2 separate regions of the Pan troglodytes genome follow, and region 2 is linked to region 1. The links are chromatin contacts, called in public Hi-C maps. All regions are on one chromosome and are shown on one strand. Each heading gives the region's core, a stretch centred on a gene start, on an enhancer-like site or on the middle of the called end of the contact. The rest is flanking DNA. Distances are from core to core; before and after follow the strand shown.

Region 1 (7,476 bases), core at 4,464-6,963:
CCCTATCAAAATATTTTTGATTTTGTGGAATTCTGATGTCCATTTAGCCCGGAAGACAGGTATAGCAAATGAATACACTGGTAATACATATTTCTGTCCCTCCATCTTTCAAAGGGAAAAGTCTTTAAAAATTATTTTGATAACCAAATTACGTTATTGTCAAATAGGCAAGCCCTAAGAATTTACCCCAGGAAATACACTGTATTGAACAAGAGATACATGTTTTCATCTTTGTCATGGCTTTATGCATATTCATTCATTCGGCAGGATATTTAAGAATACACCCTGGAGGAGGAGGGGAAGGTGTAACGTGGGGTGTTAGCGGCTTATGTAGCAGAGAGGAGAATCGAACACATTACTGCCTGTCTGTGAAGAGGAAGACGAGGCTGAGAAATCGAGGCCAGACCTGTAGGAGGTGAATCAACAAAACGCTGCTGAGGAAGCCACAGGAAGAGAGTGTGCCAAGGAAGAAGTCCATTAGGTCAAATGTGCAAGGAGGCAGGCACAGGGCAAGTAGTGAACTGCTCTGCTAGATCTGGGTGTGTCGTTGGGGACCTTAGTAAGAGGAGTTGAGTGGGGCAGTGGTGATGGTGGCTAAGAAGATGGGGAGTAAAGACTGAGAGGCGGGTACAGGGTACACCCTATCAGTTCCATCAGTTATCAGGACATTCAGAAAACAGAGAAGGTGCTGGGGCTGACACTGCTGGTGCAAATCCCAGTTCTGTTACTGATTGGTTGCGTGAACTTGAGCAAGTTCTAGACTCTGAGTTCCTGTTTCCTTACCTAACACTGGGGATAACAACAGTGTCCACATCTCATATGAGAGTGGATTAAATAAAAACGTGCTTTTTTCTAATTCTGGACTTAGCCACCTAATCAGAAGATGAAGAACATTCACAGTCATGAAATTTTGAAGTAACTTATTAGATTAGTAAGATTTCTCAAGAAATTTATTAAGAAGTTTATTAAGTTATGTTTACATGTTTTTTAATGACCCAGGGCTAATTACATACCCCTTTCTTGTTTACACCCCTTACTATAATTTTCTATACTACTATATGTAGAATCCATAAACAACAAGTCAATGTTTCAGTCTTTTCCCTATGTTTAGTAATGTAATCACATATGTACACATATAAATGTTTAGCTGATTTATCATCCCATTATCAACAGCAGCTTTAGTTAGTTCATTAATGATATACAAGGCACGGTTATCCTATAAAAAGAACCAACCCATGTTGGTGGCTGCTGGGACTTCTGATTTATTTTTCTATAGAATTATAAACTTTATAATATATTCAAATCATGATCAAAGCTGAAAATAAGAATAGTGGTCTACAGTTTCAGAACTTTACTAACAAAGGCATATATTCACCCATTTTTTATTTTGAAGCACCTCTTCTATTCACCTCAAATTCTTGTTTATAAGTAGATATAATTTAAAAATAATTATCTTAATTAGACCTGTATAGAAACAAACTCAAGAAAATAAAAGTTACTTAAATTCAGAGGAAAAAACTAAAACCACGGGAAAACAGCGGAAGTGCTTATTGTCTACTATACTGTGAAACAGCTTCAGCATTTCAAATTCTGAGTTACCTTTAAATGAGATAAGCCTAACAAAACAATGAATCTCTATTTGTGCAAAATTAAGATGTAAGAAGTAGAACATAGATATTTGCCATTTGACTAGAGTAAAAAGTTACTCTCAGATCAACCCTGCTAGTCATGATAGTTTTGCGAGACTGCACACTTGTTTCCCTGGGTTGTAGTTTCACCACATGTACATACAAAAATAAGTTGTTTTAATTTCTGGGTCCCAGTGTATTTAACTCATTTTCCAGTAAGACTGACAAATTTGTGCTAAGTCAATATTAAGCTTGTAAATTTAATTTCGCTTAAGAGAAGGCAAAGCATACAAGTATAAAGAATTAGTAGGAAAAAAAGTACAGAAAGATAAAGGCTCATTAAAGATCATCACTAAAAGGAGCGGCGACATACACAGGACACACACTCCAGCAGGCTCAGAAATGTTCTGTGCATTTGCCAAGAGGGTGCCATGTGTTACCACAGTGACTTAGACACTTGAGTTGCCTTTCCCAGTGCTTACAAAAACAGGAAGAAACACCAATTGTGAATGCGTTTAAAAACCTGACTAATGCTGAATACCTAGACCTTTACGAAATAAGGTAATTCTGGCCGAGCACAGTGGCTTGCACCTGTAATCCCAGCACTTTGGGAGGCCGAGGCGGGCAGATCACAAGGTCAAGAGATCGAGACCATCCTGGCCAACATGGTGAAACCCCGTCTCTACTAAGAATTCAAAAATCAGTGGCACGCGCCTGTAGTCCCAGCTACTCAGGAGGCCGAGGCAGGAGAATTGCTTGAACCTGGAAGGCGGAGGTTGCAGTGAGCTGAGATCGCACCACTGCACTCTAGCCTGGCGACAAAGCGAGACTCCGTCTTGGAAAGAAAAAAAAAGAAGAAAGAAAAAAGAAAGAAAGAAAGAAAAGAAAGGAAGGAAGGAAGGAAGGAAGGAAGGAAGGAAGGAAGGAAGGAAGGAAAAGAAAGAGAGAAAGAAAGAAGGAAGGAAGGTAGGAAGGTAGGTAGGTAGGTAGGTAGGTAGGTAGGTAGGAAGGTAGGAAGGAAGGAAGGGAGGGAGGGAGGGAAAGAAAGAAAGGACGGAAAGAAAGGAAAGAAAGAAAGGAAGGAAGGAAGGAAGGAAAGAAAGAAAGAAAGAAAGAAGGTAACTTTTGGAATTCAAAAATATACTTGCCGACTTCCAGATAATGAAGCAGTAAAAAGAAATGTCAAATTTCCCATTTTTAATTATATGTATAAACACTTCAGTATAGATGAGCAAAAGCTAAAAGCATCTATTACTGTGAAAGTCGCTGGATTGTTGAAAAAAATTTTCACTGTTGTTTCAACTTATTAAATTTAAGGCTATGAGGTCAGGAGCAGTGGCTAACGCCTGTAATGCCAACACTACTCTTTGGGAGGCCAAGACCAGGGATCACTTGAGGCGAGGAGTTCAAGACCAGCCTGGGCAACATAGTTAGACCTGCATTTTTATAAAAAATTAGCCAGGCATGGTGGCACATGGCTGGCGGGAGCATCGCTTGAGCCTGGGAGGTTGAGGCTGCAATGAGCCATGATCGCGCCGCTGCACTCCAGCCTGGGCAACAGAGTGAGACCCAGTCTCAAAAAAAAAAAGTTAAGGCTACAAAAGGAACCTGTTACGTTGGCCACAGAACAAACACGGAGGCTTCACACAGCAGGGCAGACTATGAGAGCTGCTGGCTACACTAATCTTCTATAACGTTGCTGCATACTCAGTAAGTATGAAGGATTATGAAAATGAGCTCCTAAGAACTGACCCTACAGGTTTATTAAAAATGCAATGAATATTCCACATGTATGCTGGGCATTAAATAAAAAATGAAAAATTCACAAGACAACCATATGTTAAATACTGTAAATAATACTGAATTAGGTTCTATTTAGAATAATTTCTTTTAGTAATTTTTGGCAGATACAGAAACATAAAAAATTTATTAGGGTTATAAACTTGAGTTGTATCAAGTATTTATAAAGTATTAATTTAATTTTCTTCATATATTTATGAATGTAAAATCGTGCTACATTTGTAACCTCAGAAACTTTGCTTTTGGTAGCATTACAGTGTCATCTTACCTGTCATTACTGTACAACTGGTAGACTGTGCTTTTGAAATGTCAAGCATATAGGATAAAAAAATGGTAAAATATATATATGTATATATAAATAATCCAACTTGGTTTCAAGCCAAAGATGTAGCACATGGAGGAGTCACGTGAGGGTCGTCACCAATACCTGGTGTTCTGTAATAGTTTCTACCAACCTTCCTATCCTCCCAAACTGACTTCCGAAGTAACTGATGGCACCTACCCTATACTTCTACACCTCTATATGAAAATGAAATCAGAGTTCTCTAATAAGTGTCTCCTAATTTACTCAAAATTTAACAAATTTAAAAATTATCACCAAATATGTACAAAAGGCAAATGCCTCCCAATTTACTCAAAATTTAACAAATTTAAAAATTATCAGCAAATATGTACAAAAGGCAAGTAATTTGATCGACAATTCAGGTCTGGAAGATTATAATTTTTAAAAATCTGTAATTCTTCCTCTTGTGTTCTCTATCTCAGGGTGACACCATATTGTCCCTGGACTCATCTTGAGCTCCTCTTTTCCTACTCTGCACACCCCAGCAGGCACCAGACCTGCACACTGAGGTTGCTAGTCCTCTGCCCTCTGACACTGCTTCTACTATGCCAGCTCAGGCCTGTGTTCACTTTTACTGGGTCTATTCAACTGCTTTTAACTGGTCTCTGGTTAATCCGTCCTCCAAAAAGTGGCCAAAGTCATCTGTCTAAATTGCAAATCTGACCACTACCTGGCTTAAAATCTTTTAATAGCTTACCATTTTTTATAGGAGAAAGTTATCTTTAACCTCTCCAGTCTCAGATCTTGCCACACAGACAGAAACTTAACTACTTTTAGCTTTCTCAGATATTTTTCATGGTGGCTGTTCTACCCGAAAATAGCTCTCATTTCTCCTGCCCTCCTTTCTTGCCTCAGTATAACCTAAGCCCTCAAAACTCAGCCCAGGGATCCACCTCCTAGAAAGCCTTCCCATTCTCCACTCCACCCGACTCGCAGCCTCTGGCATGTTTCTTGCATGGATACAGCTACCCTGTGGGATGATTTATCTGCTTATAGGCTTAGATCTGTCAGCTGGTCATGAGGTCCTCACGGGAAGGAGCTGGGTTTTCAATCCGGTTGTAACTGGACGGTAGGGGTTCTGTCTGAAGCGGGGACGTTTAATAAATCAATGAATAACGCTGGAGCTATGAACTAAATACAGCACTCTGATAACATCTTAGATTTCAGTACCCCCAAACTGGGGCAAAATTTAAGCAAATCTTGTGCTATGCCGGGTTGAAATTTAAAAGTCAATTACTACTAAACGAAACTCTTGTTTTCCTGTATTGTTTCTTTCTACACAACAAAGAAGGTAATGAAAATACTACCACAGTCTAATCTTAATCACAATAAGAGAAATCTTAAACTTGTGAAGATTTTTAAACCTCAGTGTTTTGATTATGATTAAAAAAAAAATAAGTCCCCTCTGTTGAACCTTCAAATCCACCTAGGAGGAACTGACAAAAACCTCCACAATGAACTACACCAGACTACACACCTTGAGTCCAAAGGCTGCATCCTCCGAGGCCAAGACTTCAACCTGAAATCATAAGGAAAAACATAATTTAGGCACTATCAAAAACCTCTTTGAGTCTAGCCACAGAAACCAGACACAGGCATGGCCTAGAATTGAGAGTTCTGAGAAAACTGGCATTCCATTTATGTCAGTTGTCAAGAAAGAGAGATCTGTGAGTATCTTCAAGAGCTGGGCTGAAATCCCAGTCACCGTCTGGGTTTCAGTTCTATAAGACGGCGGGAGCTCCTATCAAATGAATCCATCTGCCATCATGTGGACGTAGTGGTTGAAGTTCCTCAAAAACAATCCAGGAAGTGAGTAGAATCATCCTTCTCACCTAAATCACAACATGTTGCATATGCCTTTTGATCTTTTACTGACAGACAGTGAGGGGAAGCTGCCCTTTGTAGAGCAATCTCACTATGCATGTGTGCTACCAGTAGATTCTTGTCCTGCTCAGATCAGAGTGGGCAGCGCTGGATCTCTGGAATGTTGCAGAGCAAGAGTTCCTGAAAGCAATACTCTGGAAAAGGCAGGCAGTGTCTAAGCAACAAGTTGTGAAATGATGGCAAAACTTCAAGACTGCCTGTCAGTCTCATGCATAGAAGACAGAGCTCATTAACATGAATTTTAAAAAGCTGCGAGGAACAAAACGTGTATTGATAATTACTGTTTTTTAAACATAATTATTCAGTGTCGTGTGTAAAGCTTTTAACTTTGACTATTGCAAAGTACCAATACACGATGGAAAAGAACAAGGAAAGAAGGCAACAGAACACATCTGAGTATTTTTAAAGAGGAAGACGGGGTGGGTGGGCAATATCAGACTGTAACAGGCTTCACTGTCAGTTTTAAACCTTTTAAAACTAGGCATGTGTGGCAGGTGTTTAAGTAGAAGGCATATAGGCCTATCTAATGTGTCCTGCTATAAAACAAAATTGTATTCTTCCCTTGTGGACAGAAAATATAGAAAGGAAGGCCATGACAATAAGACTTTCATCCAGTATGAAAGTTAAAAGGGTCAAAAGAAGAAACAAGGAAGCAAATTGTCTTCTCCAACTGCTTCACTGAAAGCCAGGCTCACTGACCACCCCCTGGCACTGGCAGAGCCTGGTGCGGAAAGCAAAAGAAAGATACTACCATTAGGGATGGAGATGAGCAGCCTCGTTTTCATAGAAAACCATATGTTGCTGATACCAAATATGATTTTAGGCTAAAGACTGAAATGTTGAATCAATTATAGTAGAAAAAATCATTGTAAGTTTCACTGACAGCATTTCTGTTTACATTTTAATTTCCAAGGCTGTTAGATTTAGAAACAAGGCCTTATTATAGACTTTTCATTTAAGAAAAGGAAAAAAGATTACATGTTTGAATTTCCCAAGCCCTGACTTTCACAATGCTAGGTTACTAACCTCAACTATTTTTTAAATTAAAACCTCTAATCAACATTGGAGACTTTAAAGGAAAAACGCGAACAGGAAATATGCTGAATCTTAAATACTGTGAACATCGTATGACATTTGCTTGTGAATTACACATATAGATCATATCTGCATACCTCACCCTTGATGTGCTATTTTTAACACAAATAGAATTATTTTTAAAATATATTACAGTTTAACTTTGCAAAAAAAAAAAATCTTCAGTGAGTTCTGCATATTTTATCATATTATAAAAAGTCAATGTAACAAGAAAATTCAATAGTAAATAGAGCTCTATTTAAAGATAAGGCTTTAATATATTTGACAACTTGAGGTGAGAGCAAATCAAAGCTTTCGTGTGAAATTTAGAACTCTCTCTGTGGCTATTTCAGCAGACAGAGACAGTGACAGACCTTGTGGGTGGGAGGAGGGAGTCAGATCCCACCAGGGCACCCTTCACCCCAGATTCTATCTCCAGCAGGGCTGGGGGAGTTGTTTTGAAACTCTTAATATACCTTTAAATGAATTTAATTACAGCAACTCTACAAAAGTATTTATGTTTTGTTCAAAAGCACTATTGTTTAAATATACATGTACCCTAGTTCAAGTATCCTTTACATCCTCTATTTCTGTAAGATTTTAATATCAGCAACTACAGAAAATCAGCTGATTTTAAAAACATGAGGTTATCCTCAATTTAATACAAAGGGAATATCAATGTCACACAAGGTTTTCACGCTGAGTCTAAGAGCATTTTTACCTAAGTTGGAAGGAATCCCCCTCTAG
Region 2 (6,649 bases), core at 3,304-5,803, 240 kb before region 1:
GAATTTTAGGGGAGGGTTGGATAAAGGGACAAGAGAGCAGAGAAGAAAGAGAAATCGCTTCTGCCTTCCTTCCTTCCTTCCTTCCTTCCTTCCGTCCTTCCTTCCTTCCGTCCTTCCTTCCTTCCTTCCTTCCTTCCTTCCTTCCTTTCCTTGCCCTCCCTCCCTCTTTCTTTCTTTTCTTTCTTCTCTTTTCTTGTTTCCTTCCTTCCTTCCTTCCGCCACTCTCTCTCTCTCTCTGTGGCTTTCTTTTCTTTTCTTTCTTTTTTCTTTTTCTTCCTTCCTTTCTTTTCTTTCTTTCTTTCTTTTCTTTTCTTTCTTTCTTATTTCTTTCTTCTTCCTTCATTCCTTCCTCTCTTTCTCTTTCTTTCTCTCTCTTTTCTTTCTCCTTCCTTCCTTCCCTCCTTCCCTTCCTTCCTCCCTTCCTCCCTTCCCTCCTTTCTTCTTTTCTTTCTTTCTTTCTTTTTTTTTTTCTCACTCTGTTGTGCAGGCTGGAGTGCAGTGGTGTGATCACACCTCATAGAAGCCTCCAGTTCCTGGCCTCAAGCGATCCTTCTGCCTTGGCCTTCCAAAGCACTAGGATTGCAGACATGAGCCATTGCACCCAGCCCAATCTGGTCCTTAAATGTCAAGCTCTAAACCCACAGGACCTGAATAAATGCAGGTAAGAAGCCATTTTAGAAGGGAAAAATGGGCCATTGGGGTGGCTCACACCTGCAATCCCAGCACTTTGGGAGGCCGAAGTGGGTGGATCACCTGAGGTTAGGAGTTCAAGACCAGCCTGGCCAACATGGTGAAACCTCATCTTTACAAAAAATACAAAAATCAGCCAGCCTTGGTGGCAGGCACCTGTAATCCCAGCTACTCGGGAGGCTGAGGCAGGAGAATCGCTTGAACCTGGGAGGCGGAGGTTACAATGAACCAAAATTGTGCCACTGCATTCCAGTCTGGGCAACAAGAGCAAGAATCTGTCTCAAAAAAAAAAAAAAAAAAGGAAGAAGGGAAAAGCGCTAATCTGCTTCAGCCTCCCTAGCCTAGAGGAAGACTGTGTGTTTTCAGGGTGGTGTTGCTTTTTCACAATCTCTCAAATAGCATTATAAATATAAATGGCAGAATTGCACGGTGAATCAGAAATAACAATGATTATAGTAACAAGCGTGTGGACAACCCAGCCTGCAGTCCAAATTCCCCTGCACCCCACTGGCTGCCCCTGGCCCTCCTCAGGCCCAGAGGCATGAACACGTGCAGGGCTAGCCACTGGAGAGGATGGACCCAGGGCAAAGGCCAAGCCTCAGGAATCTCGGGGCTGACTGAGTAGGAAATGACAGGCCCTGGCCTTGTGGATAATTCACCTCAGGGTGAGGCAGCTGTAGGGGTAGGCACTCTGCAGCGAGGGCTGGGCTGGGCCCCTTGCCTGGGGCCTGGCACGGCGGGTGTCCCATTCCAAAGCCTAGGCTTGCCACATGCAGAAGGGCTGGACCCTCTCCATCACCTGACTCAAAGGCCCTTATAGGGGTCACCCAATGAACACGGTACTGGAGACCCGCTGATACCCCTTGGAGACTAATACACGGGTTATGATTTTCTTTTCTTTATTCAGATACTGAAGTGCCTGCCAGCCTCCACATTTGCATCTTTGCTTTGGCCATCAGAAAGCTTGGAACTAAATTTAATCTCGCGTCATAATAATCTTACCACCTTTTTGACTCCCTCCTTCTTCGGCATGAGTTTTCAATTTTCTTTTCCCATTTTAGCAATCTTATTGTGCATGTATCTTTTATTGGAAGCTGCCTCCAATCCTTTTTAGAAGCTGACAGGGTATAAATTGTAAATAAAAATAAATACTGCTGAAATCTTCCCATGGTAGCTTTCTTATTTCTGGAGGTATCTGAAATCCTGACTTGGCTTTTGTGAAAAATTCAACACAAAACATCCCGTGCACCAACTCAGTTTTAAGTTTCTGCTTCTGTAAAAGATCCTGGGTTGCTATAACCCTGAGCTCTGAAATGAAAACTTTTCAATGGCAAATGGTAAATGTTTCGTTTCTAAAGTGTAGTTTGTAAAATGTTTACCTCAAGTGGTGGCTGTTTGTGACACCCCACTTTCATCTTAAGCATTGTTTAAAATTTGGGCATTATGCTTACCTAGCTGGGACTAGCTTGACTGGGAGGCTGGGAAATGTGGAGTCACTTCTAGCTGGAGGAAAACAGTTGGAGTATTTATGCGCTCGAATGGAGATTCCATGTCATTCCTTATTGTCTGCCATGAGTGGGACCAGAGGAGAGAAGGGCTTCCCTGCTGGTTGGAGTGCAGGAGAGGGAAATGGAGGCTCTTCTATTGTGGGTTTAACTCTAAAGAGAGTTCTGGTTCTGGCTGAACGGAGATCCCTGGGCTACAAAGGAAGTTTCTTATCTCAGGAGGGGGAAAAGACACCATGAGAGAGAGCCCAGTGCATGCCTTTATTTCAGTCCTTTATTTTTTGAAATCTTACTCTGTGAGATTAGTTTGTCATTTAAGGCTATTGGTATGTAGCAATTGTAATAGAGAACTCTACATTGTTCAAAAGAAGCAGTACACACACACACACTCCCCTCTCCGTGCAGCCCCCGCACCCCCTCTTTCTCAACTCTCCCACAGCCAGCCTGGCCCTGCTCCTGGCCTGCGAGACCCCTGGGTCTCTTCCCCACCCCCATCCTTTCTGGACACTTTCGGCCTTATTCTTCCGGCAGCGATCTTGCTTATTTACCAGGGTCGTGTCTCCTTAGAAGGTCACATCCCCTGGTCCTGCCAGAGCGTGGCGCCTGTGGCCAAGGGGCACCCTCCCCAAGCTCACCTCCTCAAGACAGGCCCAGACTCTCCACATCTTCTGAGCCACATGAGCAAAGCACCTGCCACTTATAGAGGCACCGAGTCCTAACTGCAGGTCATATTTTCAGAGAACAGCCCTATTGATGAGTCTAGGAAACTAAACTTTAAAAGTGACGGCAAAAGTCATAGTTCCAGAAAGGTTGGCATGTGGCATTATTCCACTGCAGACAGTGACATCCAACCCACTTAGGTAGACAGATGCACCTTTTCGTGTGCGGCCATCATGGGGCACTGGGATTTTAAACCTTTATAATCTACTTTCCCCATTTTCCCTCAGTGAACATGGCTCGCTCTTCTAACTAAAGAAAGTGAAGGAGGGATATTTGTGGCATGGTTGTTTTTTGAGAATAAAATAATCGTTGCCTACAATACATGGGTTGATCTAAAACCCCAAGCAGTCCCCAAGCCCCCTCCCTCCCTGGGGAATGGAAGTGCTTGGAATCCTCCTTCCTGGGACTCAGGGCTGGGCTCTTGCCTTCTAGGGCCACTCCGGTGAGGTGAGATCATGACAACTTTCAAGGTTCTCTCTGCCTTGGGAGTGAAGCCCTGTGGACTTTGCACGCCCACCTGGAACAGGCCTGCTGTATGTGGAACTGTGTCCCCACAAAAGGTGTGTTAAAGTCCAAACCCCTGGTGTTGAAGATTTCAGTGTTGAAGCCTTCTTTGAAAATCAGGCCTTTCCATTTTCATCAAGTTAAAATGAAGCTATGTATATATACACACACACTTTATTTATTTTTATTTATTTATTTTGAGAGGGGGACGCCGTCTCACTCTATCACCCAGGCTGGAGTACAGTGGCGCGATCTCAGCTCACTGCAATCTCCGCCTCCTAGGTTCAAGCGATTCTCCTGTCTCAGCCTCCTGAGTAGCTGGGATTACAGGCACCCGCCACCAGCCTAATTTTTCGTATTTTTAGTAGAGATGGGGTTTCATCATGTTGGCTAGGCTAGTCACAAACTCCTGACCTCAGGTGATCCGCCTGCCTTGGACTCCCAAAGTGCCGGGATTACAGGAGTTTTGTTTTGTTTTGTTTTGTTTTGTTTTGTTTTAAACGGAGTCTCACTTGGTCGCTCAGGCAGGAGTGCAGTGGCGCGATCTCGGCTCACTGCAACCTCCGCCTCCCAGGTTCAAGCGATTCTCCTGTATCAGCCTCCTGAGTAGCTGGGATTACAAGCGCCCGCCACCACGCCTGGCTAATTTTTGCATTTTGGGTAGAGATGGGGTTTCACCATGTTGGCCAGGCTGGTCTCGAACTCCTGACCTCAGGTGATTCACCCTCCTTGGCCTCCCAAAGTGTTGGGATTGCAGGCGTGAGCCACAGCGCCCGTCCAAAATGAAGCTATATTTGATGAGAGTGGGCTCTACTCCAAGACCACTGTTGTCCTTGTAAAAGGAGAAAAGACAGACACAGGGACACAGGGCCATGTGGCCACAGAGGCAGAGACTGGAGTGACGGGAGACAAGCCCCGAACTCTGAGGACCCTGCAGCCCCAGAGGCCAAGAGAAAGGCATGGAACAGATTCTCTCCCCCAGCCTTCGGGGACCTTGACTCTGGACTTCCCGCCTCCAGAACCGCGTCTGTTGCTTGAAGCCTCCGGGTCTTCGCGGTGCAGAGAAGCGCCAGGCCTCCAGAGCCTCGCCTCCCGCCGCCCGCGCCCGGCCCCGGGTCCTCCCTCGGAAGCCGCCTGTCTGTCTGCCGCCGAGTCCCACCGGGCTTCGGCCGGCACTGCCCGTTTACCCTCTGTCCCTCCCATCCCTCCCGGCTCCTGGAGGAGCTGGGTCCGCGTCTAGCTCCTCGGCCCTCCCCGCGCGCTCGGCACCGCGCACGGCCCACGCTGGACAGATGTCCCCCGCCCTCTCCCCGGACGCCCCCAAGGCCCCTGCCTTCCAGGCCGAGCCTCCGCTGCCGCCGCTTCCCCGCGCTCTGCAGTCCCCGCGGCGCTCCCGGGGCCGCCGCTCGGCCGTGGTGCTCGCTTCGCCCAGCAGAGGGCGGCCGAGGCGCGGGCCTAGGCGGGGCTGTCGCCGCCTGTGCGGGGCGGGCGGAGCGGGGCGCGGGCGACCTGACAGCGAGGCCCGGCGGCGCGTCCCCACAGCGGCCTCCCGCCCCGTCCGAGACCGGGGCTGCGGGGATGACCCCTAGCTGGAGGCCTTGGCTGCCTTTTGCTCTTTTGTTTTCTGTCTGGTCCCCTGGAACCGGGGCCACTGGAGGCTCCCGGAAACGCGCAGGCGACATCTCCCCGACCGTCCTCATCAGAAGCCCACGGAGCCCGTCCCGCCCACGCGTCCTGAAGGCGTGGCTGCGGGTCCCGTGGTCCCCAGGTCCCGCGTCTGGCCGCGCCCACCTGGCATCTCCCTGGACTCCCCCAGGCGCAGAGACTGAGCCTCCTCCCGGCTGCAGCGTCGGTCCCCGGGCGTGGCCGCCGTTCCCCTCCTGGGGTCGCCCCTGTCCCCCGCGCGTGCTCCCAGGAGACTTCAGTCCTCAGCGCCCGCAGCTGCACCCTCTCGGAGCCGCTCATTTACCCACCTGTATCCCGCTCCCGACCCCGGAACTCTCAGCACCCAGGGGCCGCCCTCTGCATGGTGGGTGCCAAAACCCAAAAACCAGAAGTGGGCTTTTCCTAGTGCCTTTTTGAGATCTAAGTGGTGTTTCTGGCGGTTTGGGTTTTAAGGTGCCATTTTCTGTCTACTTTCTTTACTTTCTCGAATGACTTTTTCTTGTTATAAGTAACTACATGTTCAAGGTCAAAAAATGAGAAAACATAAGCAAAAAAGGCACCTGAAATCCCAGCTTCCATCAATAACTATAGGAATATTTTGGTGTCTGCTGCCACATTTTCCCCTCTGCGTGTGGGTGTGTGTACGGTGATATGTTATTTTTCCAAAACAGGGATCCCTCCCATCCACCTCGGCAATCTGCTTTTCCACAGAGCAAGGCAGTGAGAACGTCTCTCTGTGAACCACAGTGAAGACGCACCCAGCAGGGTATAGGAGCTGGGCCCGCTGGGAGGGCGAGTGTGGGCGGGGCATAGCCGGCAAACCCAGCCCACCCGAGGCCTGGCCAGGGGAGGGCCCTCCCTGTGAGCCTCCTGGGGGCCCATGGGCCCTGTTACCTACGTCGCCTTGGTTGGTGAGGTCTCATCCCTGGCTGCAGCTACCGGGCTTTAGGGTGTCCTTTTAAAGAGCACCTCGAAGAAGAAAATCCCATCCTTTCCTCTAGTCCCCGCAGAGTCCATCTGCAGTGGAAACAACTCTGCCCTTTGTAGAGTGGCTTTTTCTTGTGTGGATTTAAATACAAGGAATACAAAACAAATTAATATTGACCCCAAGGAGCCCCATTCCTCCCTCCGCCTCCGGACAACTAGGGTGCCTCCAGATCAGCAGTTCTCAATGAGAGGCTGGGGGCAGGGGGTTGGTGGGTGGAGTTTTGCCTCTCTTCCCCCAGGGGACGTCTCTGGTATTGCCTAGAGACGTTTCCCCACTAAGAGGGTGCTACTGGCACCTCGTGGGTAGAGGCCAGGATGCTGCTAAGCATTCTGCAATGCACAGCACAGGTCCCCACGAAAAAAGAATTCACTGCTAAAAATGTCGGTAGTGCCCAGATTGAGAAATCCTGTCCAGATGTTTCTCAACACTCTTCCAGGGGTCCAGGAGCCCAGGAGCCCCGAAGCCTAGGTCTGCCTACAGCACCGTCCAAGGGGTAATGGCCCTGGCCGATCACTCCCAGGCCACGTCCATTAGCCCAGGACCTGAAACGACTGGCGACCAAGAAGGGCAAGAGGTT

What was found. Hi-C and Micro-C count contacts between places; a contact is called where the count stands out from the background.
Region 2: a contact with region 1 is called in a Hi-C map of stem cell-derived neural progenitor cells, with 5 times the contacts expected there. The contact joins two enhancer-like sites. A contact is called at or near these places in 1 of 7 Hi-C or Micro-C datasets (stem cell-derived neural progenitor cells) and 1 of 1 datasets of contacts at active chromatin or transcription factors (stem cell-derived excitatory neurons).

What each region holds. Positions count from the first base shown.
Region 1 is chr5:169,005,073-169,012,548 of NHGRI_mPanTro3-v2.0_pri, reverse strand. All of the region lies in intron 4 of ARID1B (AT-rich interaction domain 1B), which reads right to left. Among named protein-coding and RNA genes, the nearest start is that of ARID1B, 260 kb to the right of the region's middle. Within about 2 kb of position 5,713, at least 8 of the 24 cell types and tissues checked have an H3K27ac peak or open chromatin away from gene starts, as enhancers often do. A contact at or near this core is called in stem cell-derived neural progenitor cells, where this site is marked.
Region 2 is chr5:169,249,220-169,255,868 of NHGRI_mPanTro3-v2.0_pri, reverse strand. No RefSeq gene overlaps it. Among named protein-coding and RNA genes, the nearest start is that of TMEM242, 100 kb to the left of the region's middle. Within about 2 kb of position 4,553, at least 13 of the 24 cell types and tissues checked have an H3K27ac peak or open chromatin away from gene starts, as enhancers often do. A contact at or near this core is called in stem cell-derived neural progenitor cells, where this site is marked.